3 separate regions of the Mus musculus genome follow, and regions 1 and 2 are each linked to region 3. The links are chromatin contacts, called in public ChIA-PET maps. All regions are on one chromosome and are shown on one strand. Each heading gives the region's core, a stretch centred on a gene start, on an enhancer-like site or on the middle of the called end of the contact. The rest is flanking DNA. Distances are from core to core; before and after follow the strand shown. Region 1 holds the start of Chst14 (carbohydrate sulfotransferase 14). Region 2 holds the start of Ccdc32 (coiled-coil domain containing 32). Region 3 overlaps Bub1b (BUB1B, mitotic checkpoint serine/threonine kinase).

The links. ChIA-PET counts read pairs in DNA pulled down with a chosen protein or histone mark.
Region 1: an RNA polymerase II ChIA-PET map of memory CD8 T cells shows a contact between it and region 3, with 11 read pairs. The contact joins the promoter of Chst14 here to the enhancer-like site in region 3. A contact is called at or near these places in 6 of 39 promoter capture datasets (3T3-L1-derived adipocytes, the C10 cell line, the HPC-7 cell line and 3 more), 1 of 15 datasets of contacts at CTCF or cohesin (large pre-B cells), 1 of 484 Hi-C or Micro-C datasets (embryonic stem cells), 3 of 115 datasets of contacts at active chromatin or transcription factors (embryonic forebrain, forebrain and memory CD8 T cells) and 3 of 9 other capture datasets (adipose tissue, embryonic stem cells and liver).
Region 2: an RNA polymerase II ChIA-PET map of memory CD8 T cells shows a contact between it and region 3, with 6 read pairs. The contact joins the promoter of Ccdc32 here to the enhancer-like site in region 3. A contact is called at or near these places in 1 of 15 datasets of contacts at CTCF or cohesin (large pre-B cells), 5 of 484 Hi-C or Micro-C datasets (LSK cells, cortical neurons, embryonic stem cells and 1 more) and 3 of 115 datasets of contacts at active chromatin or transcription factors (bone marrow-derived macrophages, embryonic stem cells and memory CD8 T cells).

The regions. Positions count from the first base shown.
Region 1 is chr2:118,925,000-118,928,782 of GRCm38.p6, reverse strand. It overlaps Chst14 (carbohydrate sulfotransferase 14), which reads right to left and starts at 2,286. Exons shown (of 1, transcript NM_028117.3): 1 at 198-2,286. The coding sequence starts at 2,131. The coding sequence ends at 1,001.
Region 2 is chr2:119,027,758-119,031,618 of GRCm38.p6, reverse strand. Ccdc32 (coiled-coil domain containing 32) reads left to right here and starts at 2,226. Exons shown (of 4, transcript NM_199310.2): 1 at 2,226-2,302.
Region 3 is chr2:118,640,741-118,644,707 of GRCm38.p6, reverse strand. It overlaps Bub1b (BUB1B, mitotic checkpoint serine/threonine kinase), which reads right to left. Exons shown (of 23, transcript NM_009773.3): 23 at 3,116-3,620. The coding sequence ends at 3,389. Among named protein-coding and RNA genes, the nearest start is that of Pak6, 21 kb to the left of the region's middle. Within about 2 kb of position 2,102, at least 65 of the 459 cell types and tissues checked have an H3K27ac peak or open chromatin away from gene starts, as enhancers often do. A contact at or near this core is called in the HPC-7 cell line, LSK cells, embryonic stem cells and 2 more, where this site is marked.

The sequences.
Region 1 (3,783 bases), core at 1,037-3,536, 280 kb before region 3:
ATGGCATCTTAGAAACTGAGTCTGTGAGCATATTAGAATTCCCAGAGGACTTCATGGTGTGACAGGGGCCACTGGACCTGTTTAAGCAGGTTTAGTTACATTGTCTTGTTGCAAGCTTTCTCTTTTCACCTGGGAAAACGAGCATCTAGGAGTCTCCCAGCACCAGTGGGAACTGTGGGGAATTACAGAGTTGCTCATTTTGTATATGAAAAAGCTTTATTAAAAGTTAGCCCTTACAAGGATCCTATTAAAATATACACATTTTAAATAAATGCATTAGACAAGTGACAGCCAGATATATGGGCTGTACAGTCTCACATAGTCTCCAAAGGTTTGTAGGGAAGGGAGGCTTATTGAAGATGCTCCAGGAGCCCTAGGAAGAGGTCAGGCACAGGCGTCTTTGGATGCTTGAGGGGCTGGGCTTTAGAGCTTCGAGGTAAGGGCCCCACTTCCGTTTCTCTTTCCTTAGAAAAATGATTCAGACCTAGCAAGAGGAGGAAATGTAAAAGTCTGGAGTAGAATTGCACACATTTCATTTCTAAGGCACCACAGCTCACTCCAGTCCTGAGGTCCATGGGATGGGTGAATAGGGGGTCACAGCCATTGGTCCTAGGCATGATCATGTGCTTGGCTAGTGTCATATTTGGGATTTGGCCACAGGTTAAATTACAACAGACCAGGTGGACTGCATAGACCCAGCAGCCAGGGGGCTGAAGTCAGTCTTTCGATCAAACATATGGCTTTAATAACCACTGGTGCCCTGCAGACACGGATACCACAGGCCCCTAAGAGAGGCAGTTCACCAGTGAAAGCAGCAGGCCTCCTTTCTAGCTCTGTCCTCTGAGCCACTGTGGACAAGGACCTCCAAGGACAGTCCTTACCACTGAGATATGGAGACACCTAGAGAAACCAGGAAGCCACCCAGAGCCAGGAGTTTCTCTGAAAGACATCCCAAAGCTGATATCATTAAACCCAAACTCCAAAAGGTGCTGGCCTACTGTCATTGGTGACAGGCTTCCTTGGTGACATTGGGCAGTGGGTAAGCAAAGAGGGAGAAGTCCAGGATATACTTAGGTAGCACATCTTGAAGCAGGGCCCGTGGAACATTGCACAAGTGGTAATGCAGACTTTCTGGGCTGGCTGGCCGGTACCAGGCCTGGCGAGCTGGGAACCGGACATGGGGTGGGGCCCGCACCCACTCCAGCACCTGGTTGGCATCAGCCTCCAGCCTCTCATAGGAACCCACGAAGTCGTAGTGCACAGCACATGGTTGGCACAGGTGGTACACAGGCATCCAATGCTCATTCATATGTTCAGGATCCTCATCCACCAGGTATCTCAGGAACTCTGGGAAGGTGACATCGTCCCCTGCAGGGCTGGGGCCAGCTCCAGCCCTGTAGCGCCTGACAATTTCGGCCCCATATCGCTGCTGGTACTCTCGGATCTCTCCAAACTTGTTACGGTAAGCAGACAGGAGGCGTTCCAAGGGGTCTCGCACAAACAGGAACTTGAAGTAGTGCTGCAGACGGTAGCGAATCTCCTCAGGCCGCAGGTCTGCCAGAAACACCAAGTCACTGCGGTGGTCCATCTTGAGGCGGACATCCACGTTGTTCAGGATGCCAGCCAGCACCTTCAGCACACGTTTCCAGTTAGAGCAGGCCACTTTGGGGACATAGCAGTAGAGGAAGCGGTAGCGGTCACTTACGAGAATGTGGCGCAGCAGGGTGCGCCGCTGTCCCACCGGCAAGTCCCAGGGGTCCCGGGGCATGCCTGGTTGTCCGCACACGGCCCTCAAGGTCCGGTTTCGGATGTCCTCCCTCACTTGCAAGTCCGAGTCCCCAGCATCCAAGGATAGGCCTCTAGGCTTAGGATCTGTCCCGCTCCAGGCCGCGCCTTTGTGGCTGGGAGGGTGCAGGGGAAGGGGTTTCATCTCCGATAGGATGCCTCGCTCGATCATGAGCAGCAGTCCGCTGGAGGCCACGATTACAGCGAACATCAGCATGGACGGCAGCAGCAGGGGCGGCCCCCCGAGCCCAGCCCGGGCCCGGCCCAATGGGGCCCGCCTTGGCGTGCGGCCCAGGGTCTCCGCGCTTTTCGGGGCAGCCAGTGGGGTCAGAGGGCGGGGAAACATGGTGCTGCGGCCAGACCTCGCCGACCTCGAGGCTGCAGGGGAGGTGACTGCAGCAGGGGCTGGAGGTCTCGGGAGGGGAGGGATAGTGGGTGGCCAGCTCCCGGGGTGCAGGCAGGGACCAGGGCCGGATGTCCCGCCCGGCCGCTCTTCTCTCCCCGCCCCTCCCTGATACAGGCGCGAGGGCGGGCCCACGTTGTGGGGCGGGGAGAGGGGCGGGTGCCCGAGTCCTAGGAGCTAGTTGCGGGAGGCCGCAGGCGGACCCTAGCCCGGGAGAGAACTCATGAGCCTGGGCCACTCCAGACAAAATGAGACCTGGAAAGCAGGAGCTACTGAGATCCCGTGTCTCTTTAACACGTGTCCTCTTGGTGCTCCATTTAAGATTTGCACCCTCCATCCTGCTTTAAACTGCTCTGGAACCGCTGTCCCTCCAGCTGTGACCTGAATGCAGGACAACCCACCACTCAGTCGGTCTAGACATAAAGGAGATCTGTCCTGACCGGAAGCATGGTCCTTAGCCGCTTGTACCAGTCCCAGCCCAGGGCAGGGCCACTCTGTCAAGCTCTGGCTAATGTCTCCATGGTGACATTTTGCTTTAGTAATTCCTAGGGACTAGTGCTTATCTACTGAGCAATGCTGATCTGTCTGTAAAAGGAATCTCCCCTGCCAAGTCTGAAGCAGTAGGCTAACTGGGACACTCTGGTCGGAGGCTATGGACAAGTACCTCGGGACCACGTATGGCCAATATATACTTCAGGACAACCTACAAGTACAACGCAGCAACCACAGAAAGGCCTCTTTGCTTGGAGCCAAGATGTACCCAGTGGCAACAGATTGGTCAGAGTACTTTGAACAGCAGCATACAACTAGTCCCTAAGCACTACAGCTTGACTTCGTGTGGGGCCCCAACAAGGCTTAAGACAACAGAACTGGGGAACAAATCACGTTTTTTTGTTGTTGTTGTTGTTGTTTGTTTTTAACTATTTCCTATAGTCATCAGCCACTTGACAGTAGATTCTGTGGCTGTTCACATTGTATGGACTCTGGGGTAGCTGTGACTGAAGGTTTTGTTGTTGTTGTTGTTTAGGTATGGGTTTCACTGGCTAGCCAAGGCTGACTTTCAGACCCAATTCCTAGTCATGACAGCACATTAGATGGGAGGACGAAGAATTGACTTTGGTACAGGTTATGCCCAGAGGATGATGAAAGGACTGGGTGGGAATGGTGAGACTATGAAGCTGATTAGGCAGATGAGGGGGTCTGAGGGATAAAGTGACGTGTGTGTGTGTGTGTGTGTGTGTGTGTGTGTTGTTGTTGTTCAGAGAGCCACACAGAAAACATGGGGTAAATGTCTGAACTGGGAGGTTCAGTGGCTTTAAAGTTGGATGCTGGGTGCATCTCAGGCCACTTCTGACCCTTCACTACACTGCTGTCCCTTTCTAGGCAGTGTATAGATTTCTGGTGGTGGGATTGCCTGCTCCATTTGTCTGTAAAGTGACACCTCTTAGAACTCTCGTGGGCAGCACACTGATGGCTGTCCATACCATGGGATAGCCTACCCATGTCATGGGGATGAAAGCTCTGATCTCATCACCACTTTTCTTCCACCATAGATTTGGACTTAGCTAGCAGGTGGGGGGGACCTCAGCATCCCA
Region 2 (3,861 bases), core at 977-3,476, 390 kb before region 3:
GTTCTGACGGAAATCGTATGAGATCAAGAGATAGCCAGGAGATCAGTGTGTATTTATCTAGCACACTCCTGAGCATTTCTGGGAGGGAGGTTGATATGTGGTACAGAAACCGAGAGGGAAAGGCACACCCACTCAAGATGGAATAAAAGCAGAAAGAGTAGGAAGCCTGAATCACCGTGGATGGACACCAGTCTCCAGCACTTGGATCGGATTTGGAGGACTTAAATTAATTGGTAGTGTTCCAAGTTGTTAATTTAGGATTGTAAATTTAAGAAAGTATACTTCTTTAGCAACAGGGTCATTCACAGCTACAGTTTAAAGGCATCTTATTGTGGTATCCAGATATCTGAGAGACTAAATTACAAATCAAGGATGTGAGCAGGTCAGTGGTGGCACACACCTTTAATCCCAGTCATTGGGAGGCAGAGGCAGGTGAATTTCTGAGTTTGAGGCCAGCGTAGTCTTCAGAGTGAGTTCCGAGACAGCCAGGACTACACAGAGAAATCTTGTCTCGAAAAAACGAGTATAAAGAGTGTATGTAACACAGAAAGCCTTGGTGCACCTTACTGAAACATTGGGACCCTTGTTCCCACACTCCACTCTGTGAGCCAGGTAACACTGAACGTCTTTCTTTTATCCTATGAGTAAGCATTGCTGCAACCTTGCCTGTTTTTTGTTCTCTAGTCTCTCTGCTTTCCACTCCTTTCAATTCACAGTCTAAGAATGCTTACAGCTGTGAGCAGCAGAGCATTCTGCGGTGACACTTGCCTGTGACAGTAGGTTTGCTACAACCTTTGCCACACTGATGGAATTTGAACACATCTCCTCAGCCGAGTTACTGGTATGGGTGATTGGCTGATATTGTCCATCACAGCTTTCTTTGTGACGGAGTAACAGCTCTAGAAAGTGGGAATAATGGGGCTCAGGTGTTAAGAGTGCTTGCTGCTCTTCCAAAGGACCAGATTCAGTTCCCAGCACCCACACCAGGAGTCTCACAACCTTCTACAGACACCAAATGGAAGACATACATATAATTTTTTTTAAAGTTACCCCAACATTTTTTTAATCATTGGGAACAAGGAATAACCAAAGAAACATGTTGACAATCATTGGAGGCTGTGTAAGAGAGATAGTTTTAATTTTAGATAGGATTTTCACTTGCAGTTCAGATTGACCTAGAACTCCACAGCCTCATGCCCTCAGCTTTAGAATGCTAGGGTTACAGGCACTACTACATCTGGCTATTGAAGGTGTTATAAACTCTCTCTCTCTCTCCCCCTTCCCACACTACCATCATCTTCCATACGTCTTTGGTGCCATTTGTACATTTGTCTGTCTGTCTGGTGGACCTCCTCCTACACTAAGCTGGGGCCCATAAGACGTCTTTTTAAAAATATATATTTATTTTATGTATATGAGTACACTGTAGCTGTCTTCAGACACCAGAAGAGGACATTGGACCCCATTACAGATGGTTGTGAGCCACCATGTGGTTGCTGAGAATTGAACTCAGGACCAATGAAAGAGCATTCAGCGCTCTTAACCACTGAGCCATCTCTCCAGCCCCACCATAACAAGTCTTCTGTGTTCTGAATTCACACTCACAATACCTATAGCAGAGTAGGAGCTTAGTATTTTTTTTTTAACTAAATGAAGTCTCAGGAGTCAGTGAATTGAGGCCCCGATATCCTAAGTCACTGACATGCTCTAACTTGAGATAGTCACGAGGTAAAGGTAACACAAATATTCAGAGGATTGTTTGGGAGATAATTGATACACGATTTACTGACCCCAAATCTGTATTTTCACCTAATATTGGGATACACACTGAAAACAATCCAAGCAAGGGCCGTTGGAAGGGGATGCGCCTAGAGCCTTGGGGCTTTGAGGACCATCTAGTTTTGTAAGATAAGCAGGGACCTTATTTCAGAAGGACTTTAGAAATCAAGATCTCTGGGGACCAAGAAAAGTCTAGAAAACTGGCTTCCCTAGCCGAGTCTGGGATGGGTGGTGAAAAGCTGGAACTCTGGAGCCTGCAAAGAATCAATCCGGTCCTGGAGAGTTAAGGTACTAAACTCTGGACAGGAGATTCCATCGTTTCCTGGCAACCACTAGTTCCGCCCACCGATTGCCCGCCTCTGGGCGTCATTAACTATTTTACCAATCAACTCATAGAACGACAGAAAATCAGACATCAATTGGAGGGCTTCTCAGCTCCGTCACTCAGAGACTCCGCCCCTCCCCGATTCTTCCTGACTGCCAGCGACAAACCTGAGCCGGGCGTTTGGAAACTGCTGGGCAGGTAATTGCGGTAGGTGAGGGGCCGCGGTGTCCCGTGTTTAGCATCTCCTACTATGGCCTGACCCCGAAACACAACTGAGGGTATCAGGGGCCGGATCGTCAAGACCAGTGATTTGTTTAGGCCGGGGTGACTGAGGCCTGGGATCTGGACACACGTTTTCCTCTACCGTTCTGAAGGTTCCCGGGGTCAGGGACATGCCTCACCCCACCCCACCCCCGAGTGAGTGCAGACTTGGGGTTTGGGTGTGTAGAGTACTTCCACGGAGATTCTAAGGACTTCGTGACATATCTGACCTTCTACTACTATCTACTTTGGGCCCTCGCGCTGGCTGGACTTGGCTGGAATTCAGACTTTGCCCTTGTCAGCTTTCCTGATCTTTAAAAGCCCTCTTAAAAGAAGGCGTCGACCGATTCCATAAACCTAGATGGTTATGGAAGCCCCTAGACTCTATGCATAGCCCTTCTCCCATCTCGGCGTGGGCGACTTTCAGTGTGTTTCCCAAGCAGGCATAGTGTTGGTGCTGGGTGAAAATAAGGATTTGGAAGCAAAACATCATATACCAGCAATGCTGCTTTGAGCAAACTGCTCATTTGATCTTGTTATTTCCTCTTCCTGCTTCTTCCTCGCCCTTTTCCTGCTCCACTTCCTTCTTCCTCACCAGCTCCTGGAATTCATGCTCTTTTCTGCCTCAGACTCCTTAGTGCAGGAGTACAGATGTGCTTCACCATTCCTAAATGTGTCTCTAAAATGATGAGAATGCCTCTCTTTCATTATTTACATTCAGTGCTAATTATTTGGTTGAATACACATTGCATACACTTATTCAATTATCGCACTTTACAGCAAAAATATGGGCAATTAAAATAGTAATAATAAAAAAATAAAGTGGAAAAAGTATGAATAGGGGTGTGGAGGAACTTGAAGTACACAGCCCTGCTGCCACTGTAATACACACTTAACCTTGCGCTATGATGACTTTTCACCAAGCCCATTTTTGCTGTTTTCACATGTGAGGGACAATGTAAGACTGTCAGTCTGTGTCCCACTGAAGACACCCTAACTGACCATGATAGAACAGCTGTATGAGGGAGGTCTGCAGACAGCACAGTAGTTAGCCACGGATGCACCATGGGAACATAGAGAGTCTTGTGTTCATTGAATATGTAAAATGCAAGGGCTGGGGCTGTAGCTTCTCAGATTCATTTGTGGAGCCTCATCCTGTAGGTGAAGGCTGTTGTGAGGCAGCAGAATCCACTGTCCAGCCCATGGTAAAGTCCTGGGCTCCTTTATGGACATCTCAAACTGCTTTATGTATTCATGTTTCTTGTGTGTGTTTGTGTGTGTGTATTTTGAGATAGAGTCTCACTATGTAGCCCTGAGCTGACACTTACGTAGTCTAGGCTAGCCTCAAATTCACAGATATCCTCTTGCTTTGCTTTGCCTCCTCGGTGCTGGGATTGAAGGTGTATACCACCACAGCTGTCTCCACTATATGTATAAAGACTTATTTATTTTTATTTTATGTGTGTTTCTCCTGCATGTATGTTTATGCACCACAT
Region 3 (3,967 bases), core at 853-3,352:
GCGTAACTCCAGTTCCAGGGGATTGGACACCCTCATGTGACTTCCAGCCACCAGGCATGCATGCTGTATACAAACATAAAAGCAGGAAAAATACTGTCTGAGTTAGGGTTTTATTGCTGTGAAGAGACACTATAACCAAGGCAACTCTTATAAAGGCAAGCATTTAACTGGGGTATTAGAGTTAAGAACACAAATTCCTGCCCTTAGTTTAAGTAGTAGTGAGAAAACAGAAAAAGGGTTTGTATATACAAGCACACATGGGATCACATGTCATCCACTGAACTGGAAAAGAATTCCAGGCAGACAAGAGTGGCCAGAGGGACGTGGGTTGACCTTGAGTAAGGAAGCAGAGACATCAGGGAACTGGGCAGCTAGTGTTCTGTAGACTACGACAAATTCGTTGGGACTTGGGGCCATGTGAGATGAGTTCTGAGATGGCTGGAGGGTGGGGGAGAAGCAAGTGACTAGAACCTGAGATGATAACGACGGCAGGTGATGCAAACACCTGCAGAAGATCAGCAACTCCTCGGCTCCACATCCCGCCAGTCCTGGAGTGGAAAAGCAAGGAACCAAGCAGAACACTAAAGCCATCTCAGGCTGGTTGTAGTAGAACAGGCCAGTAACTCCACCATTTGGGAGAGGGAGGCAGGAGTTCAAGGCCACCCTGGGCTACATACTGAGATCAAGCCTGAGCTACTTGAGTCATTATCTTTTTTTATCTTTTCTTAAATTGACTTACCCAAATTGATTTGGGGAACAAGGAGTACAAGAGGTTAGATCATAGCATATGGATATAAAGTATATTCTCTGCACAAGGCACCAGAGGGGGTTAGAAGGCATTAGAGGGGCTGAAAAGGTGTTGACCTGCGTGCTGGCAAACACTGGATCAGCCTTTAACTCACGCTAAGGCACTGAACGGGGCACTGGGGACAGAGTTCAAGCTTTAGGTCTCAGTTTCAGCCCTGGATGCTATGTGGTTCGTCCTTTCTCGCTGATCTGTAAAAGGTTTTATTTATTGTGGGTGTGTGTGTATTGGTATGTGTGTGTTGGTATGTGTGTGTTGGTATGTGTGTATTGGTATGTGTGTGTAGGTATGGGCTCGTGTGACACACACATGTATGGAGTCAGAGGATGACTTGTGGAGTCTGTTCTCTCTTCTACCATGCAGAGGGTAGGACTCTGGTCATCAGGCTTAGTGGTAAGCGCTCTTACCCAGACACATCTGTACCTTGGTAAATACTCAGCTTCCATGCCTCCGACCTCATTATAGTCAAAGTCAGTCATGTTAAAAGCATGCTGCACCTGCTCCGTAGGGAGCTGTTGAAGTCAGAATAGAGTAACTTTTGGTAGAGCAAGAATTTTGTTTTCAGTTCCAATGAAGAGTGCACCTTCACTGGCCTTGCCTTAGACTTTCACCTTAAGACATCAACAAGTTATTCTGAAGGCCTGTGCTAACCCTGAAAGACTTTCCTACCTGCCTGAGATCACAGCTCGAGCAATAGGCCACAACTTCCTCCAGCAGGAAGGAAGGAGTTCACTTCCAGACTCGGGTCTGGCATCAGTTAGAACACTCTGACTTGTGAGGAGGATGCCTCTAACAGGGCCCCAAGCAAGTTAGGGCACAAAGTGCTTTGTGAATGGGGAGAGCTTATTCCACAGTCTTCCTCCAAACGGGGAGAAAGAAGTCCTGTTCTTCCCAGTTGTGCATCTGTCTTTCCTTCTCCCAGGCCCAGCATTCTGTTCTTCTTGCTTTCATGAGACCAGATCAAAGCCACCTGTAGCCTCTACACAAAACAAAGGCTTCCTTTTCCTAAGACAATGGGCATCAAATATGAGGGAGTCTGGTGGGTGGGCCCCTGAAATTCCAGCCCTCTGGGGAATGTGACCAGAGTACCTGGGGTTTGATGGCAGCCTATGCCCTGCAGTGATCTTAGCTTAAAAATAAACAAAAATGAAAGGGAAACGGAAAGGGTTCTATTTTGTGGTTTTATGCTTTTGTAAAGAAAACTGAAGCGATGGCAGACATTGTTGATGACAGGCACTGTTGGCAGTGACATCCTTTCCTGTCCTCAAAGGCTGAAGTTGGCGGAGGTCAGAGAGTGGGGGGTGTATGGGGTGAGGTGTGGGGTGTGAACAGAGCTGCAGGGTGTCCTGGCTCCTCCCACTCCTGCTTGTACTTTCAGAAACAAGATTTGCCCATACAGCAACTTGGCTGCCTAGACTGCTGAAGTATTCACTAGGTAGAAGCTTACTTAAGTTAAAGGCTCTCAATTTCCTGGGCAATACAGGGCACTGGGGACTAAGAAGGACTTGATTACAGAAAGGCAGTTTCATCATTTATTATCTTCAGTATAAGAAGCAAACTGAAGATGTTTGCAGAACTGTATTTTGGTTGAAGGAAAATATTTACTTTCTTTGTCTTTCAGATACATTTTTTCTGGCTTACCCTGTCGAATTTGCCCAAGTGTTTCAGTTGAGAGATTAGTTAGGGAATCTGCTCTCTAACAAGCTTAGAGCAACAATGGTGACAAGTAGAGGAGACTCAGGCACCAGCACGAGTGGACATCAGGTGACTGACATTTTAGTGTGAAATAAATAAATAAATGCTTATTATCCTACTGAAGAAACAAAAGCCTTAATGACACACACACCCCCACAGCCCCCCACACACCCAGCCAGTGCGCCCCTTTGGGTGCACAGTGTTCCATCAGACTTACTGTTTTCCATATTAGTCCCCACTTCAGTCCTTTCTGTTCTGACCCCTGCTTTCCTGACACCTAAGGAAAATGGTCTCTGTCCCCTCAGCAGCCCTGTGTCCTGCATGACAGGTTGCTGAGTACTCTGTCCCCAAAGGCCGGTACCTTTGAACTTAAGGAAAGCTGGTGTGTGTGTGTGTGTGTGTGTGTGTGTCATTTTACCTGCTTCTTTCTGGACACCCTCTAGAAGGACAGAGAGAGACGGAAGAAATGGCCGGCCAGCTGCCTTCTTATAACCCAAAGGCAGCTGCTCTAAGTCTGGGATACATAAGTTTCTACCACCGTAGAGTAAGTCCTCTCCAAAATGAAGCCATTTATCACCTTAGTTTGCAAGTGTAGATGAATTGCCAGCAACAGAAATGTAACAAAAACTATTTTATTATAAAATACACAGTGAAAGGAGAGTACATGTTATAAAATTACAAAAGAGAGAAGGCAGAAGCCAGAGGGCTAAAAAGCAGCTGTCTGCACAGAAACCTTTTGAATAAACCAGATGAGGCTGCCAGGGCACAGCCACCTGGCTGAAAGCTGTGCTACTGAGAGTGACCCCTAGTGAAGGACTGCTGATGTGTCTAAGTGTGCTCTAAACAAATCACAGCAGCCCCAGACCAGTTCTTCACCATACCCATGGCTTAGGCAGGGCTCTGGGAGCCGCCTGGCTGCTTGTCTTGCTGAGTGAGCAAAGCTTCCGGGCTGATTGTCTTCCCCAGCTTCCACAGGGCTCTGTTCAGGTGGCTATGGAATGTGGCATCAAAAGCCCCACCCATTTCTGCTGCCAGCTCCCCCAGAACAGACACTGTGGACTTGTCACTGGCATTCAGAATCCGCACAAAGAATTTATTCCACAATTCACTGTCTTTTAGCCTAAGAAAATTTAAAAAAAAATCATTTCTATCAAGATTGGGCATGTGAAAATTAGAATTCTTTCTGGGTTTAACTCAGCAGGACACTAACATGCCAAAGTGATATATGGTAATACCAAGAACTCTAAGATTGGAGATCATTCAAACACTCTTGAAGGCACAGGGAAGAACTACAAAAATCAGTCTGCTGTGGTGGCCCTGAACACACATGGAAGAAGGAAATCCACTCTCGCCTGAGCCCATGGATCCTGGCCACTCCGGTGCAGTGACACCCGCTAGCACTTATCCACACACAGTCAAAGAAAAAGAAACTTCGTTCCCTGCCAGTTTTCTCACTGCAGGTCATGA